Regions from separate parts of the Sus scrofa genome. Here region 1 is linked to region 2. A link is a contact called in public HiChIP or PLAC-seq data. All regions are on one chromosome and are shown on one strand. Each heading gives the region's core, a stretch centred on a gene start, on an enhancer-like site or on the middle of the called end of the contact. The rest is flanking DNA. Distances are from core to core; before and after follow the strand shown.

What was found. HiChIP or PLAC-seq counts read pairs in DNA pulled down with a chosen protein or histone mark.
Region 1: a contact with region 2 is called in an H3K27ac HiChIP or PLAC-seq map of skeletal muscle. The contact joins two enhancer-like sites. A contact is called at or near these places in 3 of 5 promoter capture datasets (fetal liver, fetal skeletal muscle and liver), 7 of 47 Hi-C or Micro-C datasets (embryonic fibroblasts, heart right ventricle, liver and 2 more) and 1 of 2 datasets of contacts at active chromatin or transcription factors (skeletal muscle).

What each region holds. Positions count from the first base shown.
Region 1 is chr5:11,702,307-11,708,392 of Sscrofa11.1, reverse strand. It overlaps a transcript of RBFOX2 not described here. Among named protein-coding and RNA genes, the nearest start is that of RBFOX2, 100 kb to the left of the region's middle. Within about 2 kb of position 3,387, at least 6 of the 83 cell types and tissues checked have an H3K27ac peak or open chromatin away from gene starts, as enhancers often do. A contact at or near this core is called in skeletal muscle, where this site is marked.
Region 2 is chr5:11,636,940-11,642,665 of Sscrofa11.1, reverse strand. It overlaps a transcript of RBFOX2 not described here. Among named protein-coding and RNA genes, the nearest start is that of RBFOX2, 170 kb to the left of the region's middle. Within about 2 kb of position 1,830, at least 15 of the 83 cell types and tissues checked have an H3K27ac peak or open chromatin away from gene starts, as enhancers often do. A contact at or near this core is called in skeletal muscle, where this site is marked.

The DNA.
Region 1 (6,086 bases), core at 2,138-4,637, 64 kb before region 2:
CTTAAGAGTATTAAAAAGAACCAAAAAAAGTCACTAACTATTACTAATGTTTCATAATGTACAAAAACACCTTCACATAATCTTATTTACTCCTCAGTATGCAGAAAATAGGTTTTATAACTCTCATTTTCAGATGACAAAACTGAATTTCAGAAAGATTATACGATTTGCTCAAGATCGAATAGCTAATGACAGTGGATAAGTTGCCTTCAGACGGAGGTCTTTTTAGGGCCGCGCCTGTGCCATATGGAGGTTCCCAGGCTAGGGGTCAAATCGGAGCTCTAGCTGCCAGTCACAGCCACAGCCACACAGGATCCAAGCCGTGTCTACAACCTACACCACGGCTCACAGCAATGCTGGATCCTTAACCCACTGAGCATGGCCAGGTATCGAACCTACATCCTCATGGATACTAGTCAGGTTTGTTATGAGGCACAGCAGGAACTTCCAGACTGAGGTCTTTTAAGTCTATACCCAGTTCTTCTGCTACACTAGCAGTGGTCCTGCTAGACATGATCATGACTGTCTAAAAATGTGCAGATCTGAGTTTTTCGTCGGTGCAAAAATAATAACTGATATTTAAAGCAGAGATAGAATTACAAGGCAAAGTAATGGAAGAGATGGGACAGAAATCAGACGTGTTAAACTAAAAGAGGAAAGAAAGGCTTTAGCAGCTATAGCACTTTAAGCAAGAGTTACTGAACTAGTAAGACTGAAACACTTACAAACTGACCCTGCCAAGGCACAGAAGCTACTCAAAAAATAAACAGAGTATTTAAGAACCAGAATACCAACTGCAACAATTTTACTACAGAGACCAGTAATTAAACCTGTTTAGAAGCTTCTAGCTAAGGGAATATGTGAAAGGGCAATAGAAGGATCCTTACATAACTGCCAAACAGAGGAACTGTGATGGACTGTGCACACACAACAGGCAGTGAAAGATGTGAAGAAAACTATTAGCTGACGTTTGTATTTTCCACTGGCTGCTTGGACATACTCATCTCACCTATGTTTGAAAAATCCTTATTAAGCAGAAGAAACCATTTATTCAGTAAAAGTGCAATGAACAACTGCTTAACTGCAAGCACAGGGCTGGTATCCTTGCCCCTAAGGAGCTTTCAGTCATAATAAGTATAAGATAATGTGATTGATAACATAACTAGCATCTACAGAAAAAACAAAAGGAGTCCAGAAGATCTTCTGGAAAAGTGTGCGTGGGGTGGGGTGGGGGTGGAGTGGGTAATAGCCTCTAACCTCTTAGGGGAGGACAAGACCTCCACACTGTGACGGACTGACACATGCTGAAAAGACAATGGATCTTAAAGCCGCTTTTCTAAATGCGTTCTGAAAATTGACAACATCATTTCTAAATAATTAGTTGATATATTTGCCCTTTCCAAATTAAAATCACTCAGAAGACTGCACCCGGGAGGTACAACAGAAAAGAACTACTTCCTTAATGATTTTAGAAATACAGTTAAAAGAGAGGTACTAAGGACTGAGCAACACTGAAGATCAAAGCAAAGAAGCCCTGCTTTCAGTACAGAAATATAGCAGTTATGTAACATATTAGCTATAAATCCTAAATAATGATCAATAAAACACTAATGAGGAGCCTAAGGAAGACAGCACTCTGCCAATCTCCCCTGGTTTCACCCACTTAACAGATCATGGGTACGGCATCCAGAGATTTATTACGGGAGTATTTCTTATTGGCTTCTATCACTGATGAGGGTTGTGAGGGGAGGTGCAGAAAACTGGAAATGCACAAAGAAGTTACACCAAGCAGTTAGAAAACAAAGTTGTAATCCACCTGCCTGTCTTTCTTTTGCATCTAACAAAATCAAACCCATTTCGCAAAATGGAAGGGGAAGAAAAATACCGAGATGAGAACAAAATAAATTCTTGCCACCATGCAACTTGGAGAGGGGAAAGTAAAAGGAAGCGACGGAAAGGAAGAACGAAGCTGTCTTCTAACAAAGCGTGGGCAATGGTACAAGCTCAAATTTGTCAGCAACTTAACTCCCAGCTGAAAATTAATTTCATATTACCTTACACTCACTTAACAATGGAGGGAAAGACGGATTTAGACCATACTGGCTGGGGAAAAATGCAAATCAAGTTTCCCAGGATAGTTCACTACCTTGTTTTGCAGCCCAAGTTACTGTTTCTCAAGCAGTAAGCCTACTTTTGAATTGGGACATGGGAGGGCATACCATAAAAACGAAGATGCACCTACGTTCCATAAGCTATTACACACAAAAACCAATCCCAGCAATAAATACTTCTGGCTCAGGGAGGCTGCTAAGTGACCACAGGACATCATTCTGTGTCCCAACCATTTAGAGTTCAAGGAACCCAAAGATAAGATGAAGGCTTTTAAGTGGTATGAATCTGGTGGTATCTAACCACACAGTCCCAACACAAGATATAAATGTAACTCACAAACTTTCACACTATAATAGAATAAAATAAAACAGAGTAATTCAGCCCACCTCTCCATCAAGAAAACTGACAACAAGTTCATTCTTATACTCACCACTTCACCCCAAACCCTGTCTTTTTTTTTAAGAGACAGCTCATTTGGGGGTGCTTTATCTCAGCCTGAGGGACAGTGGCTATTATTAATTGTATGTTAATGATATTTTATATCCTATTATTACATTATATATCTATTATAGGACATCTGCTATTCCTTAGAGTTCTCAACTTCTCACAAGACAGTCCCTTATTACGTCAATCTTCAGTTATTTTAAACAATGCTTTATATTAAATTCCCTGTCTGTATTACTCATAGTCTCTTTCTCCTGACTGGACAGACTGGTATGGATGAGCCGAAACAAAAATGCTAATAACCACTTACTTTATACAAGACAGACACTACGCTTTGTGTTTTCTAGACATTATCACTTTCTAGTCTTGCTGAAACCCTGTAATATATCTCTCACTAATAAGAAAACTGAGGCTCAGAAAACTATGTGATTTGTCCCCAATAATACAAATTCAGGTCTGTCTACACTCAAGTCCCTGCTGGTTCCCTACCCGCTGGCATTTATTTTTCTTCACAGAACTTAGCAACACTTTTTAAAGAACTAAACATCAGTGTACCGGAAAAGAATGAACAAAGCAGTGCTGGCTGCTATTCTTAGAAAGGGCAGCTTGCAAGGTTGGCCTTGATGGTGCCTGGGAACTTGGATTTCAGGAGGGTTCTGTTCCCACAAACGCTAAGAGGGGCTGACTGTACTTAGACTGTGCGAATAATATGGTTTATGCCCAACACCTGCTTTCCTTCCAGGAGTCCAGCATTTGAGGATGTGCTAGGCAGAGGGTGCTCACGTGAACAACCCTTCCCACCGGCGCCAACACAAGAAGAATTTCTGCACTAAGTCTCTAACGAGCTTCCCTGGTAGACAACACTTCCACAACTGGCTGAAGGAAGTAAGGACATCCTGTGCGACTCCGCTGGGAGAGAACGCCTAGAAGCTTGAGCCTGATTCCTTCTGGACTTCATCCCATGCACTTTTAGTGACTTTGCTTTGTGTCATTTCACTGCCATAAATCATAGCCGTGGGTGTGTCTATATGCTGAATTCTGTAAACCCTAGCAAATCCCTGGACCTGGGGTAGTCTTGGGACCCCCCCCCCAATACAATCTATGACATGCCACACACTTTATTAAATGCAGAGGATGAATAAATTTAATAAATGAAAAGATGAATAGGGCCTTTGCCCTCAAGGAATTTTACAATCTATTTAAATTTCCCTTCTTTCACTTCTCTGATCTTCACTTCTTAGTCTGTTCACCACTTAAAATAGATTAGATACATTTCCCTGAGCTAAATTTCATTCTTGGGACTGAAATGATGCTAAATATTTAATAAGTCCATCAGGCAAAATCTGAGATACAAAGCTGTAATAAACTCAAAGGCCACACATATTTTCTCTTTACTTTCCCCATCTTATTGTGTCCCTCATTAAAAATAAATTGACAAACCCTTGTACACTGCTGGTAGGAATATAAAATGGTGCAGCTTCTACAGAAAATAGTTTGGCAGTTCCTCAAAAAGTTAAATATAGAACTTCCACATGGCCCAGCAATTCCACTCCTCGGTATATTCCCAAAAGAATTAAAAACAGATTCTCATGTAAAATAGCTATGTAAAATATGTAAAATAGCTAAAAGATGGAAACAACACAAATGTCAATCAATGCATGAATAAATTATGGTATATACACACAAAGGAATATTATTCAACAATAAAAAGGAACAAAGGACTGATATATGTGCTACAACATAAATGAACCTTGAAAACATGATGTAAGTGAAAGAAGCCAGTAACAATAGGTCATGTATTGTATAATTCCATTTATATGAAATATCCAAAATAAGTAAATTCATGGAGGCAGAACACAGACTGGTGGCTGTCTGAGACTAGAAGGAAGGGAAATGGAGGATGACTGCTCCATAGGTATGGGGTTCTTTGGGGGTGATAAAAATGTTTCGGGGAGTTCCCGTCGTGGCGCAGTGGTTAACGAATCCGACTAGGAACCATGAGGTTGCGGGTTCGGTCCCTGCCCTTGCTCAGTGGGTTAACGATCCGGCGTTGCCGTGAGCTGTGGTGTAGGTTGCAGACGCGGCTCGGATCCCGCGTTGCTGTGGCTCTGGCGTAGGCCGGTGGCTACAGCTCCGATTCAACCCCTAGCCTGGGAACCTCCATATGCCGCGGGAGCGGCCCAAGAAATAGCAACAACAACAACAACAACAACAACAACAAAAAAAAGACAAAAGACAAAAATAAATAAATAAATAAATAAAAAGCCCGAAAAATGTCAAAAAAAAAAAAAAAAATGTTTCGGGAGTTCCTGCCGTGGTGCAGTGGTTAACGAATCTGACTAGGAACCATGAGGTTGTGGGTTCGATCCCTGGCCTTGCTCAGTGGGTTGAGGAGCCGGCGTTGCCGTGAGCTGTGGTGTAGGTCGCAGACGCGGCTCGGATCCCACATTGCTGTGGCTCTGGCGTAGGTCGGTGGCTACGGCTCCGATTGGACCCCTAGCCTGCGAACCTCCATATGCTGTGGGAGCAGCCCAAGAAATTGCAAAAAAAAAAAAAAAAGACTAAAAAAAAAAAAACAAAAAACGTTTGGAACTAGGTAGGGGTGGTGGCTGCACATTACTGTAAATGTACTAAATACCACCAAACTGTTCACTTTTAAAAGGCTAATTGCACGTTATGTGAAGTTCACATCAGTTTGAAAAAAAAAAAAATTTGAAAAGCAATGTAGTATGCACTATGGTGGTTATAAAGAAAACCAACCTTCCTGATGTCGTCTGAACGGGTACTTGGCGCTTGAAACGAAAATAGTGACTACAATAGATACAGATTCGAAAAAGAGCTTTATCTCAATATACACCTGGAAAACTATGTGAAGACTCAAGGTGGTTCTAAGCAATGATATAGATACTGATGCAGTAGAGCATGTATAAATTTTCCTCCAAAACCCATAAAAGAAAATGTTTCTAAATGAGTATGTAATATTGTATGTGATTTTGAATACACATGCATAAATAAAATCAATATTTTAAAGACATTCACCTTTTTATCAACATCCCTAAAATTTTATATATTTAGGCTGGCCTGTCCTTTTAATGAAAAAATAGCTTAAAGCCTTATATTCAGGGTTTCCTCCTATTCAGGCATTTACAGCACATATACGTAATTTTTTTTTTTCTTATGTCTAGAAGGATGTATTCCAAAATGTTTAGTGATTATATGTCTTGGTGTTGAGTTTGGGTTTATAGAGGGATATACTTTTTTTTTTTTTTTTTTTTTTTTTGGCCTATCAGTATTTTCTAATTTTTCAGCAATGAACACATTTTATTTTAACCATCAAAAAAACAGAGATAATAACAGTACATTCTCAAGGATGCTATCAAGATTAAATGAGATATTACACATAAAGCCCTTTCCACAGTGTTCAGGACATTTCAAGTATGCCATAAATGTTAGGTAACAGGGGTATTATTATGTTTGTTTTTATAAATATTCCTCAGAAGACGAATCTTTCATTACCTGCAGCAAATGCG
Region 2 (5,726 bases), core at 581-3,080:
CATCCTCGAGGATTCTAGGCAGATTCGGTTCCGCCAAGCCACGACAGGAACTCCCAGTTGAACAAATGCTAATCTAGAAAGTTCTGAAGCAGAGCTTTGGATGTGATGTTGGAAAGCAACAGAAATGTGGGAGGGATGGGAGCAGAGACAAAAGGCATCCAGGAGGAATGAGTATCTCAACTATCCCTGAAGACTGAGCTTCACAAGTAAGAGAAATGTGAGCAGGGATTTCAGGTGGAAGGAACAGAAACAAGAGCACAGAGGTATAAATGAAGCCAGGCAGCTCAGTGTCCTTGGAAACCACACTGCCCTTACCATGGACTTAGAAGCAGAGTGTGGGAAGAGGCTAGAGAGGTAGGCACAAGTCAGGCCAGAAGGATGTGATAAGCCAAACGAGAGGACAGACTTCATCCACAAGCCAAAGACGAGCTATCAAATGATTTCGAGCTCTTTAAGATGGATGACTCTGTTAGCAGACAGGAAGGTGGCTTTGTAGAGACTGGAAAGAGACCACCAGAGACAAAGGCATCCCAGTTGAATCAACTTCCACAAACTAAAATGAGAACAAAAAGTGCCGCCTATTTGATCTAATACATTCAATCAACAAACCTTATAAAAACTAGAACACAAAAGGACATTTTTACTGTTCCTGCATCCCATCCCAGCCAGTGCATCTGTCACCCACACTCCCAAGAGAGAGCCCATAGATTCCCTGGAATGTCCACGATAGTTCAGGAGTCCTATCAGTCCTTGGCAAGAATGAGAGAGACCACCACGGCCAGGTCCATTCGCCTCCTTCACACGGCTGTCAAACAAATTAGATCTCCCGATTTAACACACTGCTCGTCTCAGGTACTTCCTAACTCCGGCACTTCATCAGCCAGAAGTGCATTAACCACTCCATGCTGATCAAGCAGGAAGCAGGAACTCACTGAGTACTCGACAGTAGCTTATAAGGGAGGCAAGAAATAAACATTTACTGCTGGGTTCCATGATGGGAACTTCCAATAATCTCAGTTTCTCATTATAGCAGCTCATTAGAGTATGCACTAATTCTCCCAGTTCCCAGGTATGGAATTCTCCCAGCTCTACATCCTGTCAAGGGTCATGCGGTTGATAAGCAGAGGAGCCATGATTCAAACCCCAATATGAGAAATTCTAAATAGCATTTCTTTCACTACATCATACTTCAAGTATGTATGGATAACAAACAGAACAATATATTAAGGTTAGCAACAATGACAATAAATAATACCATTTCCCCTTTAAAAATGAGAGGGAACGCACATTACACAGTCCCGGGTTAAAGCGTCACTCAGAGAGAGAAGTCACGATTGAGGGACCACAACTAGAATCTCCAAATGCTCCAAAAAGGTCACTCCTGAACCAAAAAATGTTCAGACTCAAATCATCAAAGAACCCTGGCTATAGTCCTGAGAGCTGTAGCAAATTCTCCATACAGGTCCCTCAGACGACACTTGAAGACACTCGTGGCTGACTGCTCACTCCCCTGCTCTCTCTTAAGTGATTTCCCAAACTACTTTACCACCCAAATTACAGAAATATGTCCAGGATTCACATGGCAGTTCTGATCCGATTTGCCCCAATCCTGGCTCAAGCAGCTTTGCACTACCCTCCTAACTAGATCAGCGCCAGCCAATGGGTTTATTCAAGCTGATCTTGATGGATTAGATAATGAAACCTTAGCCATGTAAGCTGCCTGCTTGCGTTGGGCTGGAGGGGAGAAGAATAGGAAACCAATACTCCTCGGGGCCACCTAAACACCACATGCACTGGCCATGCCTCCTCCATCTGTCTGCTCGCGCTCCAATTACTGCCGCTTCCTTCCCATCATCGCGCGGGCTCTTCCCTGCCGTCTTGGAAGGGAGGGCACGTTCGCCCCAGCACAGGACGCTTTCACGCTTTACAGACGCAAACCGAAGACAGTTCAAACACGTCCCCTCTCTAAAATGACCATCTTTACTGCTTCCGCAAATGTATTAAAGTCCAACGTCTCACTGACGGCCTGAGAGATGGCAAACCAGAGATTCGCTCGCAACATTCTTGTTTACCCCAAGTCGTCCAGCGAATTTCTTTCTCAGCCCTGTAATCTTGAGGCCTGTCTGCGCCAGTCTGCTTTCTATCAAAATGAAAGTTAAATCTCTAGTTAGCTTCTGTCGTGTTCACATGTCAGTGTGATAGAGAAAAAAATGACAAGGTGGCTAGAAAATGGGAAGTTAGAAGACAAATTCGACTCAGGCTAATCTCTTGAGTCACCCTGAAGAATGATTCTACTCTGAATTCAGACCTTTCTCCTTCTTAAAGACACTCCCAGGTTTACACACACAAGCTTCCTTGTGAGGAAAGGACAAAAACTAGTCATTTTTACATGACTGTGCTGCACTGGTAGTATTATGGGCTGAATATCTGTGTTTTCCCCAAAACTAATATGCTAAAGCCCTAGTCCCTAATGTGATGGGATGTGGAGGTGGAGCCTCGAGAAGGTGATTAGGTCATGGGTGTGGGGGACCCCACCCCCGCCCCAACCCCCACCAAGATGAGTTTAGGACCCTCATAAGACAAGGAAGAGGGGAGTTCCTGTCGGCTCAGCAGAAACAAATCCAACTAGTATCCATGAGGATTCGGGTTCCATCCCTGGCCTCGCTCAGTGGGTCAGAGATCCGGCACTGCAGTGAGCTATGGTGTAGGTCACAGACACAGCTCAGATCCCACATTTCTGTGGCCGTGGCATAGGCCGGCTAATGTAGCTCTGATTCGACCCCTAGCCTAGGAACTTCCATGTGCTGCAGGTATGGCTCTAAAAAAGAAAGAAAGAGGAGTTCCCGTCGTGACTCAGTGCTTAATGAATCCGACTAGGAACCATGAGGTTGCGGGTTCGGTCCCTGCCCTTGCTCAGTGGGTTAACGATCCGGCGTTGCCGTGAGCTGTGGTGTAGGCTGCAGACGCGGCTCGGATCCCGAGTTGCTGTGGCTCTGGTGTAGGTCAGCGGCTACAGCTCCAATTCGACCCCTAGCCTGGGAACCTCCATATGCCATGGGAGCGGCCCAAGAAATGGCAAAAAAAAAAGAAAGAGAGAGAGAGAAAGGAAGAAAGAAAAGGAAGAGATTCCCCCACCCCTCTCTCGACTAGCACACGTGGAAGAAAGGCCAGGTAGGCACACAGCAAGAAGGCAGCGTCTACAGGCCAGGGAAAGAGCCCTCACCAGACACCAAATACGCCAGCATCTTGACCTTGGACTTCCAGCCTCCCAAACTGTGAGAAACAAATTTCTGTTGTTTAATCCACCCCATCTATAGTATTTTGTTAGGACGCCTAAGCAGACTCAGATGTGTAGAAACGAGAAATTAAATACTTTCATTGAGGAGTTCCCGTTGTGGCACAGCAGAAACAAATCCGACTAGGAACCATGAGGTTGCAGATTCGATCCATGGCCTCGCTCAGGGGGTTGCGGATCCGGCGTTGCCATGAGCTAGGGTGTAGGTCACAACACGTGGCTCGGATCCCATGTTGCTGTGGCTGTGGCTGAGGCCAGCATCAACAGCTCTGGTTAGACTCCTAGCCTGGGAACCTCCATATGCCGAGGTGCAGCCCTAAAAAGACAAAAAAATAAAAAATAAAATAATAATAATTGTATTGAGATACTGCTCACGAAGTTACTTGGAAGGAGAGCACGTCATTTTTATAACTCTACTCTAAGGGCAGCACCGTGTTCAGTTTCAGCACCAAACACCCAAATCAGAGTCCAAAGAGACAGCCACCTGGAAGGACAGAAACCCAGAAACAAAGACATGGGGGGATAAACTCCTTCAGAAATACAGGAACAACATGGAAGAAGGCTAAGTCTTGTCTCACCCAGCACAGACAAGAGGAAGCAGTGGCAGGAGGCCGAGTGCCGCCTCCTGCGGGAGGAAGGATGGCACCTTCCGACCCTCCTACTTTCAGAAGACCACCACGCACGAAGCCACCCTCTTTCTTCCTGCGCTCAGGCAAGAGGAGTGCCTGGACGGATGGCACACGGAACAGTGTGAGTGTCCTGGTGAAGACACAGGACATTAAAGCAAAGGGAAGAACAAGCAGGAGAACTGGAGGTCTCTGCATGATTTCTTTCACCTTTGCAGGCTCTGGGGCGGGGGGGGCGGTGGTAGTAACGGAGTGTTACCAATTAAAAAAAAAGAAAGAAAAAAGAAAGAAATATAGCTACATAGGAATTACAGGCTCTCTGGAAGCCTTTCCCTGAGACCAGGAAGAAAGTCTTCCTACTACTAAAATGGACCACTAGCCTGAACAACTTCTGAACTCACTTAGCTATAGTGGATTTATGACTCTCTGCTCAGAAACAGCGAGTTGGTCACGTAATAATCACCTACCAACATTTCACACCATAAAGAATTTTGCCGAAAGCTTTAAGTAATAATTAAGGTGCATCCTGCCTTACAAAGCAGCTAAGTTCCTAGAAAGTTGCACAAAAATTGAATGTTTGCTCATCAAATCGCTTATAGTCACTAGAAGAGCTGACAAAAAGAATTCATTCCCCAGCATGTTTTATAAAGCTCATGTTTTTCACATATATCAGACTTCCTTAAAGTAAAATGAACCTCTAATATCTATCTATCTATCTATATGTGACTCATTTCACTTTCTACCGGGTTAGAATAAGGTATTTTCAAGTATCCTCTTTAACAACGAATTACATTTCTCAAGCCATGGTTCAATTTTCAGGTTGAATTTGTCTCTTCCCTCCTACGCCACAGTTCAAGGTTCTCCACTTCTAAACTGTTCCAGGGCTGTTAACCCCTCTGCCATCCACATGGAGCTTCTGGATACTGGCCTTGAAAGGAGTGAGCCCTCCTCCCTCCCTGAGGATTCCTTCTTAGCCTAAGGATTATAGGACCCTCTCTCGTGTCCCCTGTGCTCCACTTGGGGAAGTAATGATTTACTGCAAAAGCTTATGGCTGTAACACAACAGGGTTCAGCTCCGGAGACTGCAGTTTAGAGCTATAGCTCCATTCAGTAGATAGTCCTGGGAAATTAACCCCTGTAAATGGCTTCTATAAAAAAGGGCTAATCCTTTGACATTCAAAAGATTGGGGCATTTCATGAATGTACTCTCACCCCTAAATTTCATGATTTTTTTCCATCCCTCAATTATTTATAAAAGATAAATTTCAATTTCAACTTAACAGTCATTGAGCACTTACGATGTACCCCAAATTGTGAGATATTATAAAAGGTAAATCTAAATAAACATAGTTCCTATCTTCCAGAAGCTTACAGTATCACTAGGGAAACAAGAATAAAACAGTGAGATGACAGAAGATGATGCATAATTAAGCATCGATACAACAGGAAGCAAGAGACCTGACTGGTGTGAACTAACCTGTCAAGGAAGGCTTCCGAAAAGCAGCTATGACCTCAGAAAAACTCCATTTGGGTTAAGATACAAGAAAATAACATGTGCTTTAAAACAAACACATATATCAAAAAGCAGGCTACTCTAGATTTTCTAAATCTAGATTTACATGGGCCTACAGACACAGCTATACCCATGATACCATGGCTTAAAGCTGCCTCGTCCCTGCTCATCCTCCTCCAGCTACACGGGTCTCAAACACATCAAGTGCACCTTTCCCTCCGTGCCTTTGCATCCACAGTTCCTCTACCTGAATCCCCTTCCCTCAAAGAGCTGAATGGCTCATTCCTTCAGG